2 separate regions of the Sus scrofa genome follow, and region 1 is linked to region 2. A link is a contact called in public Hi-C data. All regions are on one chromosome and are shown on one strand. The core of a region is the stretch at or near the end of the contact, and the rest is flanking DNA. Distances in the headings are between cores, read along the strand shown.

The links. Hi-C and Micro-C count contacts between places; a contact is called where the count stands out from the background.
Region 1: a contact with region 2 is called in a Hi-C map of retroperitoneal adipose tissue, with 1.7 times the contacts expected there. A contact is called at or near these places in 1 of 47 Hi-C or Micro-C datasets (retroperitoneal adipose tissue) and 2 of 2 datasets of targeted methods (alveolar macrophages and skeletal muscle).

The regions. Positions count from the first base shown.
Region 1 is chr4:125,429,874-125,432,573 of Sscrofa11.1, forward strand. It overlaps CDC7 (cell division cycle 7-related protein kinase), which reads right to left. Exons shown (of 12, transcript XM_013997381.2): 12 at 1,581-2,700. Among named protein-coding and RNA genes, the nearest start is that of CDC7, 28 kb to the right of the region's middle.
Region 2 is chr4:125,246,276-125,248,975 of Sscrofa11.1, forward strand. All of the region lies in intron 3 of TGFBR3 (transforming growth factor, beta receptor III), which reads left to right. Among named protein-coding and RNA genes, the nearest start is that of TGFBR3, 110 kb to the left of the region's middle.

The DNA of each region.
Region 1 (2,700 bases), core at 33-2,532, 180 kb after region 2:
CTAGAGTGAGTGACCTTGGCCTCCTCTAAATCGAGAACTAGAGATGAATCTAGAAGCTATTTATTCTCCACTTCCCTTCATAAGATAGGATTAAGTTTTCTAGTGCAAAACCTGTCGTCTTCCTCAAAGATTTGTCGTAGCAGGGTTCAAGCTGGAATCTGCCTAAGGACTAACACAGCATCATCTGTTAAATGTATTGTTTTTAATTATGATTGCTCTTTAGAGCTGCACCTGGGGCATATGGAGGTTCCCAGGCTAGGGGTTGAATTGGAGCTGCAGCTGCCGGCCTACGCCACTGCCACAGAAACACCAGATGCGAACTGCGTTTGCAACCTACGCCACACTCATGGCAAGAGCTGGATCCCCAACCCACTGAGCGAGGCCAGGGATTAAACCCACATCCTCATGGATACTTGTCGGGTTCACTTCTGCTGAGCCAAGACAGGAACTCCCATGCGTTCAACTTTTTTTTTGTCTAGGGCTGCTCCCGCAGCATGTGGAGATTCCCAAGCCAGGGGTCAAATTGGAGTTGTAGCCGCGTCTGCGACCTACGCCACAGCTCACAGCAACACCGGATCCTTAACCTACTGAGTGAGGCCAGGGATCGAACCTGTAACCTCATGGTTCCCAGTCAGATTCGTTAACCACTGAGCCACGACGGGACTCCCATGTGTTAAACTTGAAAGGGCACATTCTGCACGTGCTGAATGTTTCCATCAAGTCCCAAACCATTAGGACACTTTGTGATCATCCCTCCTGGCAGGTAAAAGCATTGAACACACTCTGCAAATAAGCCTTCTTTGCTCATCCTTTTGAATTTTTCACATAGTTAATTTTTTAAAGTACTCAAAAGAGGGGTTAGGGAAATTCTATTCTCTTAGTTCACTTTCTTCTATTGAGGAAAAAAAATAAAATTAGCCGTCTGATTGAGCTCAAACTTTCTGGCAATCACTTTTCTGATCTTTATAATTTTCTCGCCCAACCGGTGACTGCGTTCTGAAGACCATGCCTCTGCCCTTCGGCATCTGAAATGTCATTATTTACTATATACCAGCCTTAGCACTGACCTTTGCGGTTAGTTTGCTGAAAACCTTACAGTAATTTGACCCAGCTTTAATGACTTCTGATTACTTATCTCGTACACGGGTGATAAAATCCACCTTTCAAGAGAGGGAGACAGTTCACACACACAATTTGACAAAATTAGGGAGTGGTAACATGGGTTCTAAGGACACAGGAAAAACTGAAGCGAGAACTGCCGTTTCTGCCTGGTGTTAGATAGTGCTCTTTAGAGAGCACAGACAGCGTGCACAGATGTGGGCGGAAACAGGACATCTGTAGACACTGGCAGACAGCATCCCCCGCCAAATTTGGCCACAGTTTCTTAAGATAAATAACTTTTCGGTGACGCGTGGGGCTGAAATTACACAAACAGCAGAAATTACTAAGACCGAAGCCTACAAGTTTAGTGGGTTTCAAGATTTTATGCAATCAATATTCTGACATCTGTAACACCATTCTGTTGCTAAAATGCTGAGGCCAAAACCTGGAGATTTAATAATGTTGCTTAATGACTTTTGTTCAGATTTTGAAACTCACTAGGTTTAATTCTTTGGAATAACCACCCTTGAGCCACATTTTTATTTAGGTCATTAAGAGAACCATCGTCATCTCCTTAAAAGGAAAAGTTTCATTAAAAAGGCTAGAGAGCTGCTGCCTGTCTCGAAAACCAATACTTGTAGCTTGTTATATTAATAGTTCTAAATGTCCAAGCCTTATTAAATGAAAACAACCCTAACAGTTTTATCTCAAGCGTCTGGGCAATAAGAATTTTAAAAAGCTGACAAGGAAACATAGCTGAATATTCCGGGAACTTCCATTGTAACGGGAAATGGCATTAACTAGTTCCCTTCGCAATCTTCCCCTAGAAAGGACTGTTCGGGCTGATTTCTTTTAGGGAGCCATCTGCCCTTATAAATAGTATTCAGAAGGCTGAAGGACCCGAAGACGCTCTGCTGATTTTTATCTCCCTAACACCCCAAACAGAGGCAGCCCTCCCTAGCAGGACTGAAATTCCCCGCGAACTAATTTGTAACACTGGATAGCTTTTAAAACATTAGCTCGCCCTACCTTCCCTTGCTTATCAACCAAATTCTACTCAAAAACATTAACGGAAGGTTGAAACAACAGCCCTGAATAGTCAACTTTTTTAGAGACTGTCTCTTTACCTGAATGTCTGCTAAGTTTTTTCCTGTTAATTTTCTGAGAGTCTGTTAGCGTGATTGTGAGCCACATTTCTATGAAAAACATCTTATCTCTCATGTGTTACTCGGGTCAGTGTCTGCTATCCTACTACCTACTATTTGCTGAAGAAAGAATTTATCAGTCTCCGAAGGAAAATACTCCTTAGTGGCCAGTACTTTATTTTGCTTTTTAGGACTCCATCTGCGGCACATGGATATTCCCAGGCTAGGCGTCGAATCAGAGCCACAGCCACACAGGACCCGAGCCATGTCTGAGACCTGCACCACAGCTCATGGCAACGTGGGGTCCTAAACCCACTGAATGAGGCCAGGGATTAACCCGCATCTTCATGGGTACTAGTCGGGTTCTTAACCTACTGAGCCACAACGGGAACTCCCAGTCAGTACTTTTTTCTAAAAAAGGCACTTCTGGAGCTCCTGCTGTGGCACAACAGGA
Region 2 (2,700 bases), core at 151-2,650:
GAGCACACTCTCCTGCAAGGGTTACAGACTTATAGTCCTGGGACAAGCAGAAATTCGCAAGCTGAGGCCCTAATGCCTGGCTTCTAATAACAAGAAAGGCGTCATCCCGGGACCCTGACAGCCTTTTCACGTCAGGCTTGTTGCTGTGCCTGCTCGTGAGGGAAAAAGGTGTTTTTAAGATTAGCGGAAATCTCAAGATGTAAGCCACAGCTTCTTCCAACCTCATTCGCTCTTGGGACTTCTGTGCTGCGATTACTGTTTTTCAGCCACTTAGCAGTAAAATCAGGAAAGAAATTATGCAGATGTGTGTGTCGGAGTGAAGGTGGGGGGCTGAAGGAGATGCTGGCCTGCAAGGCCGAGTTTCCAATATGTGGGGCATATCTGTACTCAAAACGTATTCAGTGTTTACCTAAAATTCAAATTTAACTAAGTGTCCTATATCTTATCTGGTAGTTCCACCCAGAGGAAGCTCAGATTTTTGTTTCTAGTTCACACTCTGGCCTGGGTGTCAGGAGGCCCAAGCACTAGTTGGTTCTGCCACTAAGTAGTTATATTTCAATCACTGGACTAGTCTCGGCTCTGCCACTAAGTAGATATGCTCCCATTGCTGGACTAGTCTTGGTTCTGCTCCTAGCTAGTTACACTCCGATCACTGGACTAGCCTTGGTTCTGTCCCTAAGTAGTTATACTTCAATCTCTGGACTAGTCTTGGTTCTGCCCCTAACTAGTTAGGCTTCAGTCACAGGACAAAGTCACTTAACTCCCCAGGCCTCAGCTTCCTCATCTCTAAATCGAGGTGCTGGTACCACTCAGTCTCTCGAGTTCCTCCCAAACTCTCGTTCTTTGATAGTACAACTGCTAGATATTAGAGCCCCGTTTAATTGGAAACAGAAAATGGCAAATCTGAATGTTGCCTCTTCAGCAAATCCAAGTAAATACCAGGGCAGGGCCACTGAAATAAATGAGAGAAACTGAACTCTCTGCTTTTGGCTTAGGATTAAAAACAAATAAAAATTTAATCCTAATGAAAAATGTAAATTAATACCAGGAACAAGCTTAATATTTAAAGCCTCGTTTTGTGTTTCTGAGCGGGGTGGCTGGGTGGGTGAAGCAGCTGAGGTTGCCAAAGTCGGTCTGTTCCTTTTACTTAAACTTGGGGAGAAAAAGGGCCAAATATTTTGGGCCCCTGCCACCAAACCACAGGCAGTTCTCTGGTCTGCACTGCAGTTTGGATGCCTGACAAGGCTCAGTGAAAAACAAGTGCTATTTGTTTTCCTGTGCCCAGTATTTAACTGGAAATCAGAAGGCCAAATTTCCAATCAGTTGTTAAATAGCCCCAGATGTGTGCTTAGCGCGGCTCTAGGAAGGGCCACGCACGCCCGCACCACCGCGCATGCCCACAGCCTCCTTTCCTGAATCCAAGGGATGTGTGGCTGCGCGCTGAGCGTCCAGGATGCCCTCGCAAGAACTCAGACATTCAAGTTTGCTTGTAGAGGAGGGAACTTTAAAATTTTGTCCTGAATTCTCTCCTGGGCTGCATTTAAACACCCGGGAATGCTTTTTTTCTTTTCGAATTTCCTCCTTTCCGTCGTTCGGCCGTTCCCCGCCCCCGTGGAGGACAGCGTGGCGTGCGCGCCCCTGGTGTGATGGGTGGTTTCCGCCTCTACCTGTGCATTCCCCGCCTCCGCCAGTTTCCGGTGCCCGCAGGACCCTGGGCGCTGCGCTGACCGGGGGCTCCAGGTTGCAGGGGGCTGCTGGATCGCCTGTCCTGAGGGGCTGCCTGTGATCTGGGAGAGATGGTTACAGATCGGAAGTCCACTGGATCCTGAAATTGGAGACAGTCCTATTCCACGTGCAGCCAGGGCAGCTCCCTCTGGGGTGAGGGAGGAGCACTGCGTGGTAGCTGGTCAGGGTTGCAGCCGGGCATGGCTTTGGGGCTCAACCAGAAGGGGCATCCGTGTGTACCCGGAGTCTGGTTGTAACATTTTGGATTTTCCCGTGAGGTCTTTCCCCAAATAAATGCTCTCTTAAAAAAAGGCAGATGAAATCTAAACGTTTCAAGATTGGTTCTTCGTTTTTCTTTTTTAAAAACGTCTCTTGTGGAATGACTCACTGTGCTCTGTGGGATGATCTGAGTGGTTGTGTACCGGGCAGTTTTGCTCCAGAGGCTGCTTATCTGTTGGTTTTGTGGCTTGTCCATAAGAGCCTTAATTATAAGGGGCTTGATCCTCTCATGAACTAGGGTCAGTCAACTACCCGACTTCCTAGGAGCGAGTTTCTGGCTCTTTTGTGGTGAGAGCTCTTCCTAAATGTCACTGTGGTAATTAGCACCTTGGAAAGAGGCCAGTTTCAGCTGGTAATTCTGGTCCAGAAAGAGTTTTCGAAAGCCTTGCTAGAATTTATCCTAAGCGGTTGTATGAAAGCTGGGAAATGTTGCCAGAGAGTGGCCCCCTGGCCCTACGAGGCTTCCTGGGCGTGTTCTTCCAAATCAAGACGTCCTGTCCTGAAGGGTTCATAGACTTTTCCTGCCTCTGCTGGACGTGCTGGGTCACGTCTGTGTGGGGGAAGGTTGGTGTTGCTTTGTGTCGAATCCCTGCTGTCCTTTAAGGCTTTACTGGGTAAGGCTGATCTGGTAATCTGATGAATCTGCCCTTCCCAAGCCTTGGGCAATTGCATCAGATGTTCCGTCTCTGGTGTCCT